Regions from separate parts of the Mus musculus genome. Here regions 2, 3, 4, 5, 6 and 7 are each linked to region 1. A link is a contact called in public HiCAR-type, HiChIP or PLAC-seq and promoter capture Hi-C data. All regions are on one chromosome and are shown on one strand. The core of a region is the stretch at or near the end of the contact, and the rest is flanking DNA. Distances in the headings are between cores, read along the strand shown. Region 1 holds the start of Tox (thymocyte selection-associated high mobility group box). Region 2 holds the start of Rab2a (RAB2A, member RAS oncogene family). Region 3 overlaps Gm42252 (a long non-coding RNA gene). Region 4 holds the start of Car8 (carbonic anhydrase 8). Region 5 overlaps Car8 (carbonic anhydrase 8). Region 6 has its middle 170 kb from the start of Car8. Region 7 has its middle 170 kb from the start of Gm23860.

Evidence for each region. Promoter capture Hi-C pulls out the DNA fragments that hold promoters and counts their contacts. HiCAR-type assays count read pairs that join an accessible place to other places. HiChIP or PLAC-seq counts read pairs in DNA pulled down with a chosen protein or histone mark.
Region 2: an H3K4me3 HiChIP or PLAC-seq map of embryonic stem cells shows a contact between it and region 1, with 4 times the contacts expected there. The contact joins the promoter of Rab2a here to the promoter of Tox in region 1. A contact is called at or near these places in 1 of 39 promoter capture datasets (maxillary cranial neural crest) and 3 of 115 datasets of contacts at active chromatin or transcription factors (acute myeloid leukemia, astrocytes and embryonic stem cells).
Region 3: a contact with region 1 is called in an H3K27ac HiChIP or PLAC-seq map of oligodendrocyte precursor cells, with 16 times the contacts expected there. The contact joins the enhancer-like site here to the promoter of Tox in region 1. A contact is called at or near these places in 12 of 39 promoter capture datasets (the 3T3-L1 cell line, cranial neural crest, embryonic stem cells and 8 more), 4 of 484 Hi-C or Micro-C datasets (the N1E-115 cell line, cerebral cortex, embryonic fibroblasts and 1 more) and 10 of 115 datasets of contacts at active chromatin or transcription factors (T-cell acute lymphoblastic leukemia, astrocytes, embryonic forebrain and 7 more).
Region 4: a HiCAR-type map of astrocytes shows a contact between it and region 1, with 4 times the contacts expected there. The contact joins the promoter of Car8 here to the promoter of Tox in region 1. A contact is called at or near these places in 4 of 39 promoter capture datasets (cranial neural crest, frontonasal cranial neural crest, hippocampal neurons and 1 more) and 2 of 115 datasets of contacts at active chromatin or transcription factors (astrocytes and embryonic forebrain).
Region 5: a contact with region 1 is called in an H3K27ac HiChIP or PLAC-seq map of embryonic stem cells, with 7 times the contacts expected there. The contact joins the enhancer-like site here to the promoter of Tox in region 1. A contact is called at or near these places in 3 of 39 promoter capture datasets (hippocampal neurons, liver and pre-B cells), 2 of 484 Hi-C or Micro-C datasets (both in embryonic stem cells) and 2 of 115 datasets of contacts at active chromatin or transcription factors (both in embryonic stem cells).
Region 6: a promoter capture Hi-C map of maxillary cranial neural crest shows a contact between it and region 1, with 9 times the contacts expected there. The contact joins the enhancer-like site here to the promoter of Tox in region 1. A contact is called at or near these places in 11 of 39 promoter capture datasets (the 3T3-L1 cell line, the C10 cell line, cranial neural crest and 7 more), 1 of 15 datasets of contacts at CTCF or cohesin (pro-B cells), 4 of 484 Hi-C or Micro-C datasets (the N1E-115 cell line, cerebral cortex, forebrain and 1 more) and 12 of 115 datasets of contacts at active chromatin or transcription factors (DN3 thymocytes, the SCID.adh cell line, acute myeloid leukemia and 9 more).
Region 7: a contact with region 1 is called in an H3K27ac HiChIP or PLAC-seq map of acute myeloid leukemia, with 9 times the contacts expected there. The contact joins the enhancer-like site here to the promoter of Tox in region 1. A contact is called at or near these places in 11 of 39 promoter capture datasets (the 3T3-L1 cell line, the C10 cell line, the HPC-7 cell line and 8 more), 3 of 484 Hi-C or Micro-C datasets (CD4 T cells, the MC3T3-E1 cell line and embryonic fibroblasts), 10 of 115 datasets of contacts at active chromatin or transcription factors (DN3 thymocytes, the SCID.adh cell line, T-cell acute lymphoblastic leukemia and 7 more) and 3 of 9 other capture datasets (adipose tissue, embryonic stem cells and liver).

Annotation. Positions count from the first base shown.
Region 1 is chr4:6,989,306-6,992,312 of GRCm38.p6, reverse strand. Tox (thymocyte selection-associated high mobility group box) reads left to right here and starts at 1,477. Exons shown (of 9, transcript NM_145711.5): 1 at 1,477-1,923. The coding sequence starts at 1,822.
Region 2 is chr4:8,534,042-8,537,048 of GRCm38.p6, reverse strand. Rab2a (RAB2A, member RAS oncogene family) reads right to left here and starts at 1,405. Exons shown (of 8, transcript NM_021518.3): 1 at 1,141-1,405. The coding sequence starts at 1,186.
Region 3 is chr4:8,372,877-8,375,883 of GRCm38.p6, reverse strand. Gm42252 (a long non-coding RNA gene) reads left to right here. Exons shown (of 3, transcript XR_881096.1): 3 at 657-950. Among named protein-coding and RNA genes, the nearest start is that of Gm42252, 45 kb to the left of the region's middle. Within about 2 kb of position 1,538, at least 32 of the 459 cell types and tissues checked have an H3K27ac peak or open chromatin away from gene starts, as enhancers often do. A contact at or near this core is called in neural stem cells, oligodendrocyte precursor cells and stem cell-derived neural progenitor cells, where this site is marked.
Region 4 is chr4:8,237,644-8,240,650 of GRCm38.p6, reverse strand. It overlaps Car8 (carbonic anhydrase 8), which reads left to right and starts at 1,610. Exons shown (of 9, transcript NM_007592.3): 1 at 1,610-1,799; 2 at 2,541-2,732. The coding sequence starts at 1,697.
Region 5 is chr4:8,153,505-8,156,511 of GRCm38.p6, reverse strand. The region is part of intron 8 of Car8 (carbonic anhydrase 8); the gene reads left to right. Among named protein-coding and RNA genes, the nearest start is that of Car8, 84 kb to the left of the region's middle. Within about 2 kb of position 1,576, at least 13 of the 459 cell types and tissues checked have an H3K27ac peak or open chromatin away from gene starts, as enhancers often do. A contact at or near this core is called in embryonic stem cells, where this site is marked.
Region 6 is chr4:8,071,685-8,074,691 of GRCm38.p6, reverse strand. No RefSeq gene overlaps it. Among named protein-coding and RNA genes, the nearest start is that of Car8, 170 kb to the left of the region's middle. Within about 2 kb of position 1,486, at least 6 of the 459 cell types and tissues checked have an H3K27ac peak or open chromatin away from gene starts, as enhancers often do.
Region 7 is chr4:7,991,910-7,994,916 of GRCm38.p6, reverse strand. No RefSeq gene overlaps it. Among named protein-coding and RNA genes, the nearest start is that of Gm23860, 170 kb to the right of the region's middle. Within about 2 kb of position 1,541, at least 14 of the 459 cell types and tissues checked have an H3K27ac peak or open chromatin away from gene starts, as enhancers often do.

The sequences.
Region 1 (3,007 bases), core at 228-2,727:
TGCTAATTTACTATCCTTACAGGGCATCTGTTGCTTCCTCAGATCTTTGCATTTGACTGGTGCTCCTATTATAAGGGAAGAGAAACCTGGAAAAGGCTGCAGAGAGCTAGAGAGTAGCTGGCTATTACCCACCATGTACTAAAAACGGTTTGGGGTGGGGGATGGGAGGTAACAAGACTGTTTCCATATATTCTTTGACGCCAGAAACAGATACCTGTGGACATGAATTTTCCACTTTTTTACAGGGTCTTAGGCCCCTAAGGTGTGAAGCAATCAGGAATTCACCCTTGAAAGGTAAACATTGCCCACCCCTATATTAACTTCTCTCTAAAGTCTTTCTCAGGGAGAACGTAAGATGTCCGCTGGACAGTCATCAGGGTCCCAAAACTCTCCCAGATGCCAGGGGACACAATATTGCAAGTTTTTGGGGTTGACGAAGTAAAGCAAAATATGGATGATATCTTTATCCTACCAACAAAGAGAGCCCAGGGAAGCAGACAGCTGATTCGTGAAGGTTGGGGTGGGCAGTGGAGCTCCAAGAGTGCTACTGGGAATCCAACAGTGAAAGTATAATTCCAAGAGGCAAGTAACTAGCCCAGATGTGTTCCCTGTAGCGCATGGTGTGCTGATAACTGTTTCCTTATTTACCCTTCTAAGCACCCCTGGAGTCTTTTTTGCTAGTCCCGCAAGGGCAGGCTCAGCCTCTGCAAACCCTCCCACTGAGAACCAAAGCCGAATGCCGAGGCTCTCTGAGCACTAACTCCAGGAGCACCGCTCCTCGCACAGAGATCAACTGGGGTCCCTTGGTCAGCTGCACACTAGAATGGGGCAGAGGTTGCGCTCCCTGCAGGCTCCCGAGCAGCGCCACAAGACAGCCTCTCCTCTACCTCCCGCGCGGGGCAGAGGTTGGCAGTGCAGCTAGCGGGCAGGAGTAAGTGGTGGGGGGCTCAAAGAATGGGGTGGGGCGGGGGTGGGGCTGCGGGTGCTGGGCGGGGGTGCGCCACAGCGCCCCCTTGCTGTGCGAGCCCCACGGTGCCCCAGTCAGCCTTTGCTCAGTCTCTCCAGCCCCTTTGTGTGATTGTATCCACCTCCATGGCACCCACCCGGGGGTGCTGACTGGGGCACTGACGCTGCCCGGGGTCCCGCCACTACTGATCGAGCCGCATTCCCTTCTTCTGCGTTTGTCCCTCGCCTGGTTCTCGGTCCCCAACTGTACCCTCTGGGCCGCGTCCAGCCTCTGTCGGCACCCCGCCGGTCCGGGGCACTAGTGTCCTCCGATCTTGATCTCCCCTGCAACACCACACACACTCCATCACTCCCCCATCCCAGGCCTCTAACGTGGAGAAAAACTAAAAGCAAAGCAAGGCAGAGTCTCCAATAAAACGCCCAGTACCCCGAGCCCGAGCGCGAGTGCCGGGCGGCGAAGGGCGCGGGAGGCGGGGATGGGGCGGCGGGCGGGGGGGACAATGAGCGCGTGAAGTTACCTGCCCGGCGGCGGCGGGCCGACAGCGCCGGGGCCGAGCGGACCAGGCAGGCTGCGCGCTCGGTGTGGACGGGTGCGCGCCACGGCTTGGGGGGGAGAGTTGAGCGCTTTTCCACCCTCTGTTTTTTTTTTCCTCTCTCTCTCTTTTCTCTCTCTCTTTTCTTCCTCTTCTTAAACAAACCACAAACGGATGTGAGGGAAGGAAGGTGTTTCTTTTACTCCTGAGCCCAGACGCCTCTCTGTTCCGTCTGAGCTTTTTTTTTTTTTTCTGAGCACTTTTTTTTTTTTTTTTTTTTTCAAAAAGGAAAAGAAAAGGAGTTGCTTGATGTGAGAGTGAAATGGACGTAAGATTTTATCCTCCTCCAGCCCAGCCCGCTGCTGCGCCCGCCGCTCCTTGTCTGGGACCTTCTCCCTGCCTGGACCCCTACTATTGCAACAAGGTGAACACTCTGCTTTTGTCTGCACCGATTCTGGCGGCTCGATCCCGGGAGGGGGGCAGCGGTGGCTGGACCGCGATGGGGCCCGCTGGGCGGACTGGGCCGGCTCGCAGAGGCCCGTCCCGGGCGCGCTCGGTCGCAGCCCGCGGCGGCGCTGCGTGCGCTCGGGTAGTAAATATTGTGGAGCAGCTCCGGGGGTTTGCCAAACAACGCGATTGTGCGGAAAGTGACACGATTTGCTCGGATTCTTTCCTTCCTGCTGTTCGCCACTAAGGATCCCTGCTTAGGTTTGCCGGGAGACATTTAAAAAAAAAAAAAAAAAAGCGAGAGATCGAGAGAGAAAACCCACGGAATACTTTGGGGGTGTGTCTGGGGTCTGGGAACTGAGGCAGAGTAGGAGAATTCAGTTTATATTCTAGTTCCTTCTTCTCCCTCCCTTTCTTGGACAGCGGGGGCTCGTGGCATCGCTTCCTTGCTCCGGATCACTTGCCAGAGGAGCAGCTAGGAGTCGGGGTGCAGGGACCCCGGAGGATCCGGCGTTCCCACACCGTGAAAATTATTCTGTAACTCTTTTGTTTTCTGTTCCGGCCGCCGAACTGGAGTTCGGACGCTGGCCCTCGAGACCAGGACGCTGTGGGCTAGTCGCATTATGATTTGGGGGAACAGATCTCGTTTGGGGGGTGTGGGGTGTGGAAATAGCAAGTTTACAGGAAGCCAAGCTAGCGCTTTGCATTCAAGTGTAAAGCTCCGACGCTCTTTGCCTGGCTGAAGCAGGGTCCCTGGCTGGGCTACATCATAGTCTGCTGACTTGGGCCACACAGGACAGCGGAAAGGTATTTAATGCTGGTGATCCAGAATGAGAACTCTGGCGAAGCTGCCCCGGAGCTCAGCTTGGCCCAAGGATAGGACAGCCAGGAGTTTCTAGGGAAGTAATTGCTCTCCTGGCTTCATGCACGCAAAACCTGAGAGGGACACGGAGGGACCGGAGGGATCGTCTCCAAGAGCAGCCACAGGCCACATCTCTCCTCTCCTGGGGCTTGGTGGATTTGTCTAAGCAGTCCTAGCTGATAGAGGTTGCTGGGGACAA
Region 2 (3,007 bases), core at 156-2,655, 1.5 Mb before region 1:
CGGCTGAAAAACTGTATTAACTGCAGGAAGTTTGTGTTAGGTAGCAATCAACATACTTCCAGAGTTACTTATAGAACCTGCTACATCATAGGGCAACCTCAAGATGCTTCTACATTTACAAAGTTGTGTAAGGGGTCCAGGTTGTGCAACACTCACCACTGAAATCAGACTCTAGTGTATTAATAGTTTTAACACCTAAATAAGCTTTACGTTTATTATTAGATTCGAAATATGGCCCAAATCGCAGGTATTCAAAGTATTTCATGAACAGCTTGCTTATTTGCTTCAGAAACTTATGAGGATGCTATTTTTAAGTGGGAACTTTTTTTTCCTTTTTTTTTTTGCTACAAATGTACACGAGGTCACCTGAAAATTAACAGTTGTGATCCTGGACTTGACAAAACCGAAAAAAAAGAAAAAAAAATCAGTAGTAAGTCAGCATACCCACAGTATGCTCACACCCAGCCCACTGACCTGCCTTGCATTACTATCAAGTCAAATAATGCCAGCATACACGTGGCAAAAGTCGCCAGAGCTCAATGGTGCTTTAATGATCCCGAGAAGAATTGCCCTGCCATCGAGTCATGTGATCTCACTTATTCGGACTTGGAGATTGAGGATATTTCCAAAAAAATTTAGGTTTTTTTCTTTTCCTTTTTTAATTTTTTTTTTTCCTCCCCAAAAGGCTGTCCCACTTCAGGGTGCGCCTTGCCAGGGCCTAGACGGAAGCGTGCAGGTCGGGGAGGTGGGACCAGGGAGAAAAATCTGGACCGGGGCCCGTCACGCTCCAATTCGTTCGACTTCCCTCTCTCTCCCCGGGCCGCGGAGACAGTCGAGGCGGGGGCCCCCCGGGGACGGCCGTGCTGCTGTCACACTCTCCGGGAAGTGGCAAACGGCTGCCGCGGGCCTGGCTGCAGCGGGCCCGGGCGGAGCAGGGAAGGAAGGCCCAGGCAGGCCGCGGCCGCTCGCAGCGCCCACGTCACCAGCGCCAGCACTGCGGAAATGGAGCGGCGGCCAGGGGACCGAGGGAGGATGGGAGGAAGGGAGGCGCTGCGCCCCCGACCCGCGCCGCTCGGCGCCGCCGCCGCCGTTTGCCCCGCCTGCCCGCCCCGGTCGCCCCCGGCCCGCCGCCGGCCTCACCTGTGTCGCCGATGATGATGTACTTGAAGAGATAGGCGTACGCCATGGCCGCGGCCGCTCCGTGCCAGGCTCACGGCTCCTCCTCCCGCTGTGCGCCTCCTCCGCGCCCTCACCGGCGCCGCTCGGCCGCGAACCCGGGCCCCGCCCGCCGTCGGTCGCCGTCAGAGCCAGCAGCAAAGGCCGAGGGGCAGCGGGACGAACTGACAGCGCCGAGCGCGGAGCACAGCGGCCCAGCCCTTCGGAACAATAACAGCCGCGGCGCCTCCGCCCCGCCTCCGCGCCGACCCGGAAGTGCTGCCGCCGCCTGCGCCGCCGGAGGAGAGGGGAGGAGCCGCGGCCGCGCCCTCCGGTCGGAGTCCCGCCTACCCCGGAGCCCCGCCTACCAGGCCGGGGCTCGGGGAGTCGCGAGGAAACGGAGCCTGCTAGGTTCAGTCGCCGCCCTCTCTCTCTCTCTGTGTGTGTGTGTGTGTGTGTGTGTGTGTGTGTGTGTGTGTGTGTGTGTGTGTAATCGTGGTATGTCCCTATAATGCTGTTATGTCGCTCTTAAAAAGATGTAAAAAAAAACCCAACTGTATAAATATTGAAGTAAATATACATTTGCATGCTGTTTATCAGACCAGGATTCTAAGTGCAATGTTGTGTATAGGTGTAATGTGTACAATATATGGCTTAATCATGTTTTGTGTATGTATTGTACGAAAAACTGAAATAAATACAGAAGCAACATGAAAGGAAATACCTGGTATGACATGATGGAATTAGTAAAAAACATATGTGTGTGCATGCAGTTTGAAGGTACTTTTGCCTTTGAATATATTCTGTATATATTGCCAGTGCTGCCAACTAGAGGCAAACCCAGTTCTTTAAAAGCCCAGATTTTAAAGAAGGTGGAGGACAGAGTTAGTTTACTATCTGAAACAGTTTTCTAGAGAGCCCACTTACAAGAAAGTGACTATCAAAAGGACAAAGGTTACTACAAGTAAGCCATGCATTTATAATCTCAGCACTTGGGAGATAGAGGCAGGAGGATCAGGAATTCTGGGTCATTCTTTACAACACTGAGGGGTCAAGCATGAGACCCTATCTAAAAAAAAGTGTGTCCCCAAAATGTACAGATAAAAGCACTTGCCATGCAAGCCTGTCTTGAGTTCATTCTCTGGAAACCACAATAGAAGGAGAAACACACACACAAAGTGAGAGAGACAGAGAAACAGAGAGAATATAGCAGAATGATGTTCGTGGATCTGTTCAGGAAATTTAAGAGTTGTGTAAGGAAGCTGATTTAATGCTTCCATCTCTCTTCTGTTGCTGGAGGAGGAATGAGTGGGCTTTTGTGGCTTTCGTGGCCAGCCTCCTGCTGACTGTCATCCCTTCCCTTGGGAATCAACCATTCTGTGATTATAGTTGATGGTACCATGCTAGGATGACTGAAGTTGGTTGCTACTTCATTTGCACAACTGACAAGCAGGACCTCACTAGGTTTTTCTTCATTACTAGGGAGGTGGTTTGCTAAAGGCTCAGGAACTTGATGTGAAAAGCAACTGAAAAAAATGGGGTTCACTGGTCTTTGGGACCTTCCCCGGGTGCTTCAGGCTTGAGGCTGTTTTGCCTAAGGGACTTCACTCAAGTCATCTTTTCTGGGTGTCTGTTCAGAAACTCGGGTCCTTACTCTCAGAGTGTGGTCTTTACTATCTCAGCTCCCGAAGGACAACTCTGTAGACTGTAGGAGCCTAGCCTCCTTTGTAATCAAGAACAGTCCCTAGAGCAGACAGCTAGCCAGAGAAGTTGTGGCAGGCCATGCAAGGCCTTGTGTGCTGAGATATACACATATAGAACTCTATACAGGAGACACAGGGAAATTATGAAG
Region 3 (3,007 bases), core at 289-2,788, 1.4 Mb before region 1:
CTCTTCCTCTTCCTCCCCCTCCTCCTCTTCTTCTTTCCCCAACCCTCTTTCCTTATTAGAGATGGGGTTGCTTTATGGAGCCCAAGCTGACCTCACCCTTGCAGTCCCTGCCCCGGCCTCTCCAGTGATGAAATGACACATAAATGCCATGACATACACCTCCAGGAGACATTTTATGTGTTATCATATCTCTTCTTATGTTGGCTTCATTATATTCCCTTGCCAATTTCTATGGCCAGCCTTTGTTATTATAATAGGGATGGGGGAGAGTATGCTCACGGCTTCTGAGTGCTGGCATTGCCGAGGTCCATGACAAAATATTGATTACAGAGGTTTATCTGTGTTGTAAATATTTTATCAAGCACTTCACTAACCATTTGTGTACTTCTCAGTGCCTATGACCAAATTTAAAATAACTGATTAGTAAGAGTTATATTGTAGCGTAATGAATACAGAGGTCATTTTTTTTCCTTTAGCCCAGTTCCTAACTGACATACCCCAGCATTGCTTCCACCAAGACTCTGCCAAGGACACAGCTCAGAGCCCAGAGCCCAGGCAGGGACAAGGGTCACCTATGTGTGGGATGCCTCAGTGGGTGTGGGAATGGCTTTCCTGGATTTCCTGACTTTTGTGTATTGGTTGTCTCTTACACACAGACTTGCAATAACCCAGTCTCACGGACTGAATGAAACCATTGGCAACTTTCTGGCTTGCTGCTTTTTTCCCCCCAAGCCAGAGCTGAAGCTGGTAAAGAAGCCAGGAATTCCCAAGCTTTCCCAGGCAAGTGTCGAGAAACACTGGGACTCCTTCTTCTCCATCTCTGTCCATCTGCAGGCCAAGTGTGCACCAGTTACAGGCAGAGTCTGAATCGAGCTTTGTGCAAGTCTCTGGAAAGAGATCCAAGTTTTTGTGATGGGTGAAAGTGACAGGGAAGTGGCAGGGACATCTGCAGAGCTAGGTCTGTCCCTGTCTGCAGCAGAGCGTGTGTGGGTCTCCTTTATGTGAATGAGCCACCCAGGATAGAATGGGGCTTTTGACATCCACTGGAACCCAGCATGCCTTACAATGAGAGGCTTGTTGGTCCAAGGAGGACTGTGCAATGAACGGAGGTTCTGAGGTCAGTGCTGTCTATCCATACAGAGACCAGAGAGTAGCTCCTTATTGGAACCAGCTACACAGAGGTCACTGCCTTCAGAGAAAGCAACTTTGATTAGAAATGCTCACTAGAAAGCTGTCTGTTTTCATGTGTTTATTTTGTATGTTCTTGATGGAAGCATAACATGGAGGTTAGATGGCACCATTTATTAGTCCATAAACCTGAAAAGGTATCTCTCTTGACTCCAAGGTCAGTGATGACAATGTTTGTTTCCTTCCATGGGGCGTCAATGTCCTCTCAAGGATATGGAAGCACCCTGGGAAAACAGACTCCATTAAAGTCCTTAATAATCGAGTTGGGAAGGCAGGTGCTCTTGATTGGCACCACTTGGCAAGGGGAACCATGTGGGTCTTAGGGAGGACAGTGACTCTGTGAGCAAGGTTGAGCTGCAGATGGGAGGTGGAGCAGATAGTTAACAGTGTCCTCTAGCCCCCAGGATCAGGAAAAGGACAAACCAGGCTTGTTTGACTTTTTCTGGCAGGCTTGTGATTCCCAGCCAGAATGCAGGTGGCACAGTTGTGACTCCTGGCATGGCCTTCAGTACTTCAGTGATATCTCCACCAGTGCCAGGCACCAGCTGAGTGTCACCGTGCACTTCCCAGGCTTAAGTGATGCTAGCTGAGGCTTTGAGAGCAGCTTCTCATTTATTAGTTACGTTGGAAAGAAATTGCTCATATCTACCTGGCTACTGGATTTTAACAGCTGTGCTCTGTAAGAGATTTTGGAGGGAGCTTGTTTTCAAAGTGTCTTTAAGAAGGTGTCACCTTCAAAGGGAGTTTCCAGGAGGACAACCAGCACTCAGAAATCCAATCATGCAAGAAAAAAATTAGTTCATATTTTGATACACATGGCCTGTTTTCCATCCTCACTTTCATTGGCAATGGTCCTAATGGAAGCTTTCTGTCCAACACTGAGTATCTTGGAAGAAGTCCTGGGCCCTACACAGTTACCTCTGCTTGGCTGGATGCTAAAGAGTCGTAGTTGGCTGGGAGATCCCGAGCGTCCCTTCTAGTTAAAGATGTTATGACTGCAGAGCTAATCAGTCTCAACTTATGAAGTGAAATGATGAGAACTCCTGTGTATGGGGCAAGGTATTCCATGCCTTGTGCTGCAATCTGGGCGGCATTTTCCCAAATCCTAATCTTGTCACTACTGGTATATTATTCCTGTTTACAAATCAACAAGTTGGGGTTTAGAGAAATTTGAAACTTATCCCATGGCACAAATTTCAAATTTAGTAAGTGGCTCCCTGGAGATTGATTTTTTTAACTTTAAGCTTGACTTTGAAACCCACATTTGAACTGGAACAGAGTTACACACCTTGTGGTCACCCCACCCCACTCTCTCTTTTTTTTTTTTTTCAAATTAGTCTCTGATTTCTAGCCTTCCAGGTGGTGAATCCTATTCTTCTGTCAACAAAGCATTCAACTAACTACTGAGATATTTACCATGGATATCTGCTCTCTGACTACTAATAGACCAGGGGTAGTGGCATCTTGCCAACTAGATGTCCAGTCATAAGCAATACAAATGCCTTTGAAGAGATAATGCATGAATTGTCACCCTCTAGTTTGACTGTATGAATTAGTGTGGTTTGGCAAATGCCCAGAAGGAATAGAGCCCAGCTTCCCAGGTCCTGGTTTCCCTGAGGGTAGGAGGGTGGTCCTGTATTGTAGACCTATGAGGAAACCTTTTTTAATGCCTTGATAAAACCCTGTTCAGCAACTGTTGATTTGCTGACTCAATATCTTACTTTCTAGTGGGTCAAAGCCATGAAGTTAGAATACTTACATTTCTATATGAGAACACTTATGATGATGATGATGATAATCTGTTTTTACAATGTGATCT
Region 4 (3,007 bases), core at 361-2,860, 1.2 Mb before region 1:
GAACTGCAACCCTATAGGTGGAACAACAATATGAACTAACCAGTACCTGGGAGCTCTTGTCTTTAGCTGCATATGTATCAAAAGATGGCCTAGTCGGCCATCACTGGAAAGAGAGGCCCATTGGACTTGCAAACTTTATATGCCCCAGTATAGGGGAACGCCAGGGCCAAAAAGGGGGAGTGGGTGGGTAGGGGATTGGGGGGTGGGTATGGGGGACCTTTGGGATAGCATTGAAAATGTAAATGAGGAAAGTACCTAATTAAAAAAAAAAAAAAACAACAACATACACACACACCCTGAAACCCACAGGCCATGTGGGTGCTGCAGCTGTCCAGGAGGTTTTTTGTTTGTTTGTTTGTTTTTGTTTTTTGTTTTTCTTCAGACAGTGGAGGAGTAGGTCAACTGATGTTTTTCTCCTTAGCCTCCATCCACTTCCTGAAGACGTGATACGATATTTATTTTTTAAGTTAAGGCCCCAACAGGCAGTAAAGGATAGCAACCCGGCACCTTAAAATTTCCCAGCTAATCAATCACCCCCGCCCTGTTTGAGGAACTCGATGCATCCATTAATCTCACAGACACTGTGGAGTGTGCATGGGCTATGTAAAAGGCAAAGCATACTGCAGGCCTGAGTACTAACTTACTATGCAAATATATCTGCTATCGTGGAGGAAAGGAGCTTAGGGGTTACTGAACAGGGCTGGAACACCAGGATGAAGCATTAGCCTGAGGTTGGGACACACGCTTCAGGGGTAACGACTTGACCTCTTTGGATCGGGGAAAGTTCCTGTTTGTTTCGTAATGTGTGTGCATTTCATTATTTGCGCGACTTCACGAGGCGCTTGGGAGCGGTGTCCACAGCAAGGTGAGCCTGCAGCAGCACCCCAGACTTAGAAAGTGGAACCAAACACCCCATTTCATTGTCTTTGAAATATATTTAGTAAAAATTTCTCAAACTATACCTATGTCTAGTTGCTAAATTATTTTTCGTGAAATGTTTGTTGGACTTATTTTGGGAAAAATAAAATCCATATTCATTTTCCCTGTGTTTTAAGGACGGATTAAAAAGTAAAACTCGCTCAGATAAGCTGCCACCACCACGCTTGGCCCCATGGTGGTGGTGCATTCTTGCAAGCCCAGTGTTTGCAAAGTGGAGCGAGCCCTGTGCAGTTCAAGGTCATCCGCTTCTCCACTGGGAGGAGTTTGAAGCCAACCTGGTCTCCTTGAGACCCAGTCTCACAAAACCAAACCCCAACAAAATTGACCGGTAAACGATGGCCAATAAACCATTCGACCAGGGAGTCTTGTTGGGTTCCCGGTCTCAATCCCGTTCCCAAAGCAAGGCAACTCCATTGGGAAAATTGTTTGGAGCAAGGGGAGCACGGGAGACAGGGCGGATTTTGGAGTCTCCAGGCTTTTGAAAGGGTATTAGGACTTGGGTGCAGCAGGCTTCCCGTGTTGCTGCAGCCCCAGTTTGATTTTCGCAGGCTTGCCTGTCCCGATTGTGGGGTGAGAGGGGGTGTAGGTGGGAGTGTAGGGCGGGGGGCGTGTCCTCGAGTCAGACACGCCCCCACCGACCTTAAAACGCGCAAGCCTGCGCCGGACCGCTGCCTCTCGCGCTCGCGGGGACTGCCACGCTCAGTGCGGTCCCCAGCCCCGCGCCTGCCGCTCCCGCACCCGTGTCGCAGAGCTGCCCATGGCTGACCTGAGCTTCATTGAGGATGCAGTCGCCTTCCCCGAGAAGGAGGAAGACGAGGAAGAGGAGGAGGAGGAGGGCGTGGAGTGGGGTTACGAGGAAGGTAGGCTCGTGGGGCCGCTGTCGCGGCTGCTACGCCCCACGCGGTCCCCCACTTGCCCCTCCGTGGCTGCCTGAGTGCTGTTCGCACCTGCTGCACCCAGGCAGCCACATCTCCCAGCCTGGAGCAGACGTGCAACCGAGTTGCTTTCTAGTCTTGGGAAGTATAACCAAACGCACTTCAGAAAAACCGTCCCGAATTGCAGGCTGGATCTTGGGGACTTTAAAAAGAGTTTTCTAAATCTGTCTTCGCAGATCCAGGGCTTCGAATAGTCATTAGTGCCCGCCCATGTTTCCTGTATACACGGAGAAAAGAGCAAAAGAACTAATATGTATGGGACACTGTATTTGCATTTTAAACAAGTGGCGCTCATTAGCGTTACAGGTTTTCTGTTGTCTCTGAGCATGTGGGGCTTTGAGGAAATTTCCCAGTACTGCACATAATTGAACTGATGAGCAGAAGAAATTTCTGAGGTATCTTTTTTCTAGTCACTTCAAGATGGCATAAGTTTCTTAGATCCCTACATCAAAGCGTCTGTATGCACAGACAGTAGAGGATTTTGTGTGTGATATTTAACAACAGATCACTCACGTAATGAATGTAAAAACCCACACACATTTCTTATATTTCATCTACATACAGATGATAGTCACAGCTATAATGTTAAGGATTATGAGATTTTTGTGTTATATTTTACTGTCATTAACCTTAAAAAAATCCAACCTAGTCTCATTTTGTCTTCAGGTGTTGAGTGGGGCTTAGTGTTTCCTGATGCTAATGGGGAGTACCAGTCACCTATCAACCTAAACTCCAGAGAAGCCAGGTATGACCCCTCACTGCTGGATGTCCGCCTGTCTCCAAATTATGTGGTGTGCCGGGACTGTGAAGTCACCAACGATGGACACACCATTCAAGTCATCCTGAAGTCAAAATCAGGTAATTTGGAACACATGTTTCTGCACTTTTATAAGCAAGCTCTGATTTAACTTGTATGGTTTTAAAGGCGACACCAACACAGTTTCTATTTTCATGGTCCTTATAAGTTGCATTTTTCTGGGAATTATTTTCTAATAGAGTTCTCAGGGGCTAAGAGGGTGAAGTGATGATTATCTCAGCTGGCTGTTCTTCCAAAACTGTGCCTGGAGCTGCCTCTTGCTCAAACAAACATTTACTGAGCTATGAAGGAAGGAGTGCACACACAGGCTTGCGGA
Region 5 (3,007 bases), core at 327-2,826, 1.2 Mb before region 1:
TTAGAGATAAAGAAACTGAGGCAGAGAAGTGATGTGTAGCTTGCTTGAGGTCACAACTAGTCCAGCCATTCAGGTCCCCATGGGGTTAACTCCTGACAGTGAGCTGACGGGCATCTATGGATCTCTGCCCTCTCTCCCTTTCAGATAATTCCCTGGAAAAGAGATTATTGAGTGGGTGGGGAGAATGTATGTTTTCACTTGATGGGACGAGTTGCCAATTCCTCTGTGGGGTCACTAAGTCACATATGCCCACTCTGAATATTTTATAGAATGAGGATTTGTCATCTAGTCTGCCTCCCTCCCTTGGATTATCTCCTTTCCCTCTCTAGTCTATGCTATGGCAAACTAACCACTGAGATATTTCTTTGCCTTTGTTTCCATGACTCCAAGTACAATTGATAGGCATACATGGTTAAAAATTCAAGAAACCACAGCATTTGATGGCACACATCTCTGGAACTGTACTGCCAGTAATAGCCATCATCACCAGCTCCAGGTATCCTGGCATGGCCAGAGGCCATGTATGTGAGGTAGCATGTGCTTGCTGTGACCGTGACATGTAATGTTCCATATGGAATCATCCTGTGTATGTTACTTGTCTGCTGGTTTGATATGTCTTTTTCTCATTAAATCACTATATGTCATACCTATGTGCCTGAAGCCATCCTGAGAGAGCATTTATGTAGATTATCCACTCTGTAGGATAATCCTTACTAATAATCGCCACCGCATTCTGCACTGAAGTTATGGAACACTCAATTTAGCTTTTAAAATGATTCAGAAGGAAACCTATGTGGTAGAGTGTGACAGTCTCTCAATCTCAATGTTTCCCTCACTTTAAGAAAGCTGTAGCAGAGTGTCTCAGAGGTGGTGGGGAGGTGACAATGAGAAAACAGAACCTAAATGTTTCCACTAGTTGTTCTGCAGTATAAGTATGGAAGGGATATTAACATGTGTACATGTGATCTGTGTATGCATGTAATATTCCATATGGAATCATTCTGTGTATGTTACTTACCTGCTGGTTTGATGTGTCTTTTTCTCATTGAATCACTATATGTCATACATGAAGTGTTTATTAAGTGTAGGGTTTTTTTTTTTTTAATTTTTAAAGGTTTATTCATTTAATTTTATGTGTGTGAGTGTGTTAGCTGTATGTATGTGAGTGTATCACGTGCATCATTGGATTCCCTTAGAACTGGAGTCAGGAATGTTTGTGAACTGCTCTGCGGATACTTGGAAGTGAATCTGCATGCTTGGGAGAGTGGCGAGTGCTACTAACCCCTCCCTCCTTCTCCAGTGTAACTTTTAAGCATGTTCTAAAATGTATTTTCACCTGGGTAACTGCCAGTGTTCTCTTATAATCAACTATACTGTGGCTTAGTGACTAATTTTGTTAATGAACTACCAGAGTTCTATTTTAACTCAGAAAACTCACTGTCCCCAAGAGTTGTGTCAATTCATGACCCAACTGGTCACATGTTCAGCTGTTGTTTCTCTTCACTTTTACCAGTACAGAGTCCTTAGGAGGTTCTCATTGTTGCCAGTGTGCACACAGATGATGCTCACATTTCAGTCCTGTGATCCTTGGCTCCTCCCCCCACTTACTTGCTGCAGAGTGGCCTCAGTCGGCCCCCCTCAATCAGCGGGAGAAATCAGGGTCCCGGTACAGGTGGGCAGGAGTTGTCGGAAAGGGTGACAAACAGATATGGACACAAGGGAGTGTGGTATCTGAATGTAATTTGTCAAAGCGAACATCAGTCTTATATATTACAGAAAACAAAGAAGTTAAATGATACATTAAGGCCATCCAAGGAACAATGAAGTTATCTGATGCAAAACTACTTTTACAACAAAACAGAGGAACGTGAACACAAAAGCTAACAGGAACCAACTGGGATAAAATCAGTGTTAACAACTGGGATCAAAAGCAGCCCCACCTAAGGTCAGCTAAATCTTAGAAGTCAGAGGCAAGGGCTTCATGCCCTTGCCATAGTTCCAATTCTAGTCTATTGTATAGTCCACCTTCCCCCTAGGCCATTGTAAATTCCTGTGTATGGGAATGACTCAGCTATCTATTGTTCTAAGTATTATGTAGACTAGCCCTGAGATTACTAGCTCTATTCTAGTGAATTGGTTTTTTGTTTGTTTGTTTGTTTTTGTTTTTTTTGTTTTTTCTTGTGGTTTTACGAGACAGGGTTTCTCTGTGTAGCCCTGGCTGTCCTGGAACTCACTTTGTAGACCAGGCTGGCCTCAAACTCAGAAATTCACCTGCCTCTGCCTCCCAAGTTCTGGGATTAAAGGCATGCGCCACCATGCCCGGCCCATATTCTAGTGAATTGTAATGCTTGATTTCTTTCACTATGTCTCTCACAGTACTAGAGGCAATTCTGAATGTTACTGAATAGGTAACATTCTTACTGAATTCCAAGCCCAGGATTGGCTCAAGGACTTCCTAGGACATTGGAACACTGGTGGAGGCTAATCTAACTTAGCTATATGTCAAAATCAATCCGTTGAGGCACTTATAATAAAACAATATTGAAGAAAAGCACACAGATCCATTCGCTGACTAAAGCAAGGACAGATTTGGAACGTTAATTTTATAGGATGCCACAGTTCCTCCTCAGGACTGTGTCCAAGCGTTTGGGCCTGTCACTCGAAGTCACTACTGGAGTAGGTGTGGCACTTACTGTTCTGTTTTTCTGTCTAGTCATAAGCACCAACAGTAGAGCTTGTGGCATCAGTGCACAGGAGATCTCTTTCCAGTCTGTCTAGCTGTTCTCAGATCTTTAAAATTTCCAGTTAAACTATAGAATCATTTTATTATAAGACTAGAAGCAACAAAAGAGAGTAACAAAATATGAGAAAATGGAAGAAAGAAAACTACCAGAGTGTGGGACTTGTATGACATATCACTTATAGGAGTTTACTTCTTTGTAATGTTGAGGACCAAAGGGTAGATATTTGTTGAGTACAATCACTATAGCTTTTATGTTATGGATAT
Region 6 (3,007 bases), core at 237-2,736, 1.1 Mb before region 1:
AAATAATAGGGAACTTTAGAACCTCAAATAATATTCCTATTCGTTTTGTAAGTCTGAATCCATTCTTAGCATATTTGAGTAAGCCTTTTATCTTCAGTATTTTTAATATTAATATCATATTGCAAATGGAAACATTATCTAAATTTTTGCTTTGTGTGTAGGCCACAGACAACCATGAGTACTGTCACTCAAGCATCATTTTCCTGGGTTTTTATGACAGGGTATCTCATTGTCTTAGAGTTTGCAGTATAGGATAAACTGTGATCCTCAGGGAGCTACCCACCCGCCGCACTGGAATTAAAGCTGTTTTTTTCATTTGTTTGTTTTGCCTTTAAAGCATTGTTCTAGGGATCAATTTGAGATCCCCATGGTTGCAAAGCAAACACTTTGCTGACTTAACTCAACTGTTTTCAACACTTCTCTAATACTCCAGATCTTTGTACTGATAAACCGGGTTGCCTCCATCTTAGGATGAAAGCCATCTTAAAATAAAAACAAACTGGATTCATTCCTGTTTGTTGGGCATTGAGCTATGCACAGACAACCTGGTTTCCAGTTGAGGCTAGATGTTGAACCCTGGGACTCGGTGGTAATAATTCACCTATATGGGACAGAAGGAGTTCTCTCATGTCTCCTGGAACCCTGGCTCCTGTCAAAATTACCACCCCCTCAGCCCCCACAAGAGAAGCATGGCTAGTAGTCTTGTAGGCACTGTCCTAAGCTTCTGACCTTCAGGCTAAACTCCTCCCCAGTTACCTAGCAGCAGTAAAGATAACTGCATACCAAAAGAGGGGTTGCTTGGCCCTACCTCGCTCTCTTTCTTCTCTTACACTTACTTTCCTTTCCCCTCTCCTCTCTTCTCCTCTCCTCTCCTCTCCTCTCCTCTCCTCTCCTCTCCTCTCCTCTCCTCTCCTCTCCTCTCCTCTCCTCTCCTCTCCTCTCCTCTCCTCTTCTCTCTCTCTCTCTCCTCTCCCTCTCTCCCTCTTACTCTAGCCTTTCTTCTCTCTCTCCTTTTCCTCCTTCTCTCCTCTTGCCCATGGCCTGTCTCTCTCTCTCTCTTTCCACCTTCTCTCCATTCTCCCTGCCTTTCTACAATAAAGCTCTAAAACCATAGGATGTCTCTGTTCATCAAGGCCCGCTGAGCTTAGATGATGGGATAGGCTTTCCTCTAATGAGCCGTTTCTAATCTCCTGATGGAAGGCCATCCTGTGCTCCAGTCAAGGCCTGGACTAAGGACTCTTGCCTCCCTCCCTCCACCCTCTACAGGCTACAGGCTACAGGGTGTTGCTCTGGGGTCTATAGTCAGGGGCTGCCCCTTGTCCACTCCCTGTCGAGTGGGGTCAGTGACTTAGATGCCCACCCGGGGCCGAGTGGAAAGTGTCTGGCAGCCCTCCCACATCTGCCTGCCCAGAGGATAGGAGGGACTCTGGCCGGATGTGGGCTATACTCTCTCCCCCCTCCTTCCCCTACCCCTTTTAGTTCCCACACCTGTTTATGATTAAATCTGTTTCTCAAGGATTGGACTACCTTAACCTTAACTACAAATGGTTCTGTAATGCCTGTTCAGGAAACACCTACTGTGTCTTTGATTTAAAACATTGTTATGACTTCTTTGCTATAATGTCTTTGCCTCAGGAGATGGTTATGATCAACCTCTTATGCTTATGTTCTGTTTCTGTAACACCTGCTATTTGTCCAACCCCCTTTGGAAACCCCCTACTTTGGGACTATAAAATCCCTTATCTTACCTATGTCCAATGCTGGTCTCTAGAACCCCACCTTTAGGGAGAGTCAGCCTGTATATACAAATAAAACAAGCTTTCTTTAATTAATTGATTTTTTGCTTTAATTAATTTTTAGATCGAGATTTGGGTCAGTGGTCTTTCTTCTCACATGTGTGGGATTAACAGTATGAACTCTTAATACAGAAAACATATGTTCCTTGAGTCTGAAATTTACTGGAAACTCTTTTGCTCAGTTAAGTATATAGAAGAAAAGCACATAGTCTATGGGAATTGTAACTAGAGAGTTTGAAAAAGTGTCTTTGATTTATATCTTAATTATTCATTTATTCAGTTCCTCCATATTTAGTTCATTTTAATAATTTATATGGTAATGTGGACTCTAGAATCAAAGAACTATCTGTTTGAGTCTAAATCTACTGTTTGCCAGATGTCTGACCTTGGGAAATTTATTCAGCTTCATTAAGCCTAAATTTTCTGGTCTGTAAATTAGACTATGCCATAAGTCATACTTTGTGATGATAACTAAATCTCAAATATTAATAATGTTTGTGATGTATAATTTATACTTTTTAAACATTTCAATTTGAAATCAAAATCATGAACTCAATGAGAATTTATTATTTATGTTCTGTGTAGCATAAATTATATAAGATGCTGCCACAGTTCAGTCAGAGTCTTAGTCTACATGTACAAGATGACCCCCATGTCCACAAACAATACATGGCTTCAAGTCATGACAATGTGAGGGATTAAAAGCATAATGGTTTCTTGGAATCACATACTAGAAATTCTGTAACTTACAGAAGGGTTAGATAAATCTGTAGGGCTAAGTAAATGATAATATAAATCAGAAGATGCTGGTAACCTTGGTAACCAAAGCTCTGGGCTTTAGGGCCACTTGTAGGTAGGTGAGGAGATACCAGCACAGTTAGGAATCCTTGGATATCTTCTCAGCTTAAATGGAAACTAGGAATTATTTGGTCATTATACCAGGGATATGAAAGATTATATTGGCCTGAGTATAAAGATAAGGTGTGATAGAGATACATGAATAAGCTCATGCAACTATGGTGTGGATAAAACTTACAGAATCAGCTTACTCTTAAGATAGAAAAACTGGAGTCAAAGTGTAAAAGACGAACCAGATCACACAGAAAGAAAAACCTCCCTCCCAGTATTTCAAATTGATAATTTTTAAGCATAGAAAAAAGCTGAAATAATTCACATAAACTAGCTAAAACTTTACTATTGTAAGATTTTTC
Region 7 (3,007 bases), core at 292-2,791, 1.0 Mb before region 1:
TTGAGTCTGAAGAACATTGTTTTGCTGCAGTCACCCGCTACCTTTGGTTTTTACACTCTTTCTACTCCCTCTTGTACAATGGTTCTGAAGTCTTTGGAGGAGGGCTATGGTATAGATGTCTGTTTTAGAACTGAGCACTACATAATCTCATAACCTTTTCCTGTCTGAATTCTGACCAATTGTGTATGTCTTTGTTAATTGCCATCTGCTACATAAAAGAACGTTTCTGATGATGGTTGAGAGATGCAGTGGTCTATTGCTGTAAAGGAACTACTTAAGAAGCAGTTTATTAGTAGGTCAAATTATCAAAACAATAGTAACAGGTTTTTCTAAGGTCTATGGCTAAACTATGCATTCTTGGCCCCATTAGTGGTGTGAGGCATGCAGTTCCCCTTTTTATGAATGGATTCCATTTTTTTATGGGATATGCTTCAATCAAATCAGAAAGTGGTTAGTTATTCCTGAAACATTTGTACCACTACTGCACAAATTAGCATATCTTACCAGGCCATTTACTATTATAGTTCTCAAAGCTCACAGCTTGGTAAGATTGTTGATTATTCTAATGGCTCCTTCCTAAAATGGAATGTCCACTTATATTTACAATGAGAAAAGTATGGTTAGAATTTCTTAATCGAGACAGATGTGCATTGCCATCATAAACTTCCTGTAGGTTCATTTCTATCCTTACGCACTGTAACATTTTCTTCTCTGTGATTTTGTAACCATTTACAAGTGTTATATCATATTTTATGGAGAAATAGTAGACTTGATGGGCTTATTCCATGCTTATCAATTAAAAAAGGAGAACCAGAAGCAGTTAGATTGTAATATATGCCTGTAGTGACAGAAAGGAACATTTCAGAAATAATTGATGAGGGCATGATTTCTCATTGACCTCTGGTGTTAAAGACAACATAGAACTACATGAAAAAGCTAATGGGATAAAATTTGATGTCAGGATCAGGGATTGGAGATCATTTACTAACCGTGATAGGTATTGAACCACAACATGAAAAGTAAAACATCTGTTGTTTTAAGAGAACACACATTCTTCTTTATAAAAGGCACAGGCAGACAGGCCAGTTTGACATTCCTAAAGCCACAGCAAACAGAAGCTTCTGGAAACCTCTTTTTAGATATGGAAAGCTGCTATGTCTGTCTTTGCCTCAAGCACAGCGTCAGCTGACTTGTCATTGTCAGGACACTTTCTCCTATGCCATCCAGGAGTTCCTAGAGCACTAGTTCTTTCCCAAGAACACTTTGATTAATTTATTTGGCTCTCCTTTGTTCACAAAGGAGTTTCTCCTTAAAAATTTCCCCCTCTTTCCTCTTTTCTGAGGATTAGAATACAAATCATCATTTACAATGATGGTGAACACAGACACGCATTGTGTTTGAGATTTGATGAGTAAAACGTCATGAAGTGAGAGTAGCTAGCAGTGTTTTTCCATGGGAAAGAGCCCTCTGTATTGATCTATTATCTCCCAGCTTGAAATGTGCCACTGTTGTACTTCCTCTTGATTATAAACCCTTTATCACATCCCCTACTTGATTCAACTTGAGTGCTTCTGACATTTGTGAAGTTCCTCACACATTCTGCAGAGCAGCAGGAGAAACCTTGCTAATGAAGAAATAACAAGCTGAGGATTTGAATAAATATTTAGCTGATTAAAAGGAGGGACAGTTAATTTTTCTTAGTGCTAGCAACGGAGGAAACTCACCCACATCACTTGCTTGTGTTGGCTAAAATCAGGTTCTCGCTGAGTTTTTACCACACCACAGGGAACTTTCATTTCCTGATTCTATTATAGACTAAGTAGCCACCTGATCCTGCCAATGAACTTGTTCTATTGTGTTTTTCTATTTTTAATCCCGAAAGAGTAAACACATTTCTCATCAGATGTATTGCAGACTGCTATGCAGTGGAGAGATTGATGATGGTGCTGTTGTGTTATTACACACCCATTCATTTATAAGTAAGTGTCCATTCTGAAGGCAGCTATAAATGATAGCAGCATTCCCAGCACCTCGCAAATCTGTTTTGTAAGAGAATGTAGGTTTTTAGACATATTTGCGACAGCATCATGACAACAGCTTAGATTTGACACCGTTTAGGCTACATGTTCAGTCTTAATGTGTGGTTAAATTCTGATGTTAGAATCACAGTGATTGTTTTATGTATCCCACAATGGGTGCTATGAGCAAGGTCATCAATCTTTAGGGATTGATTGATTAATTACTAGAGTCCTGGGAGCCTGCTCTTCTTGTTGAAGATTCAGAAGTTCAGTAGCAGCTCACAAGCTCTCTGGGTTCTGCTCCTGGGATATTGCTCTCTATGTAATCTCCATTTTAGATCTTATGATTCACTGTGCTGCACTGAGAATCATTTAAGCTATTTTTACAAAGAATAGTCCATATGACTAAGACCTAGGCCTTAGGAGTGCACATGGGAAGAAGTGAAAGTTTTCATGTATGTGTGTCCTGAGTGAGACATTATGTTCCATATTGGTGTTACCTCAGGATCGGAAACTTAGAAGCCAAGTCATGTAAGAACTCTGATGCTGAATGCTCTCTTGAGTCTTCTTGATGCTCCAGTTAAATAGAAATGTCCTAAGCCTGAAAGGTAGATGCTTGTTTCTTAAGGAAGTCTTCATAAATGTTTTGAGAACAGTTGCTGAACAGTCCTTTATATTGAAGTGAATTGTGCCTCCTCTCAGTCTTATTCAAACTCTGCTTCTGTCTCGGGATGAGGGGTGGGGTGGGGTGGGGCAGGCACACCAGGCATGCTCTGACTGTACACACACCCTTTACCAATGCTTCATGCTAGATTCTCCACCTTCATTGGTCGATTCAGCCTAGCTTTCTCACTATGTATTCTTACATTAGAATCACTGAGATAGAGTGAAATGCAGGAAGTCTTTCTTCCTAGAGAACTGGAGTCAATGGATTGGTATTAGCATCTAGAAACCTACTCCAGGAAGTAAATGCACTGTTACCATCTGTT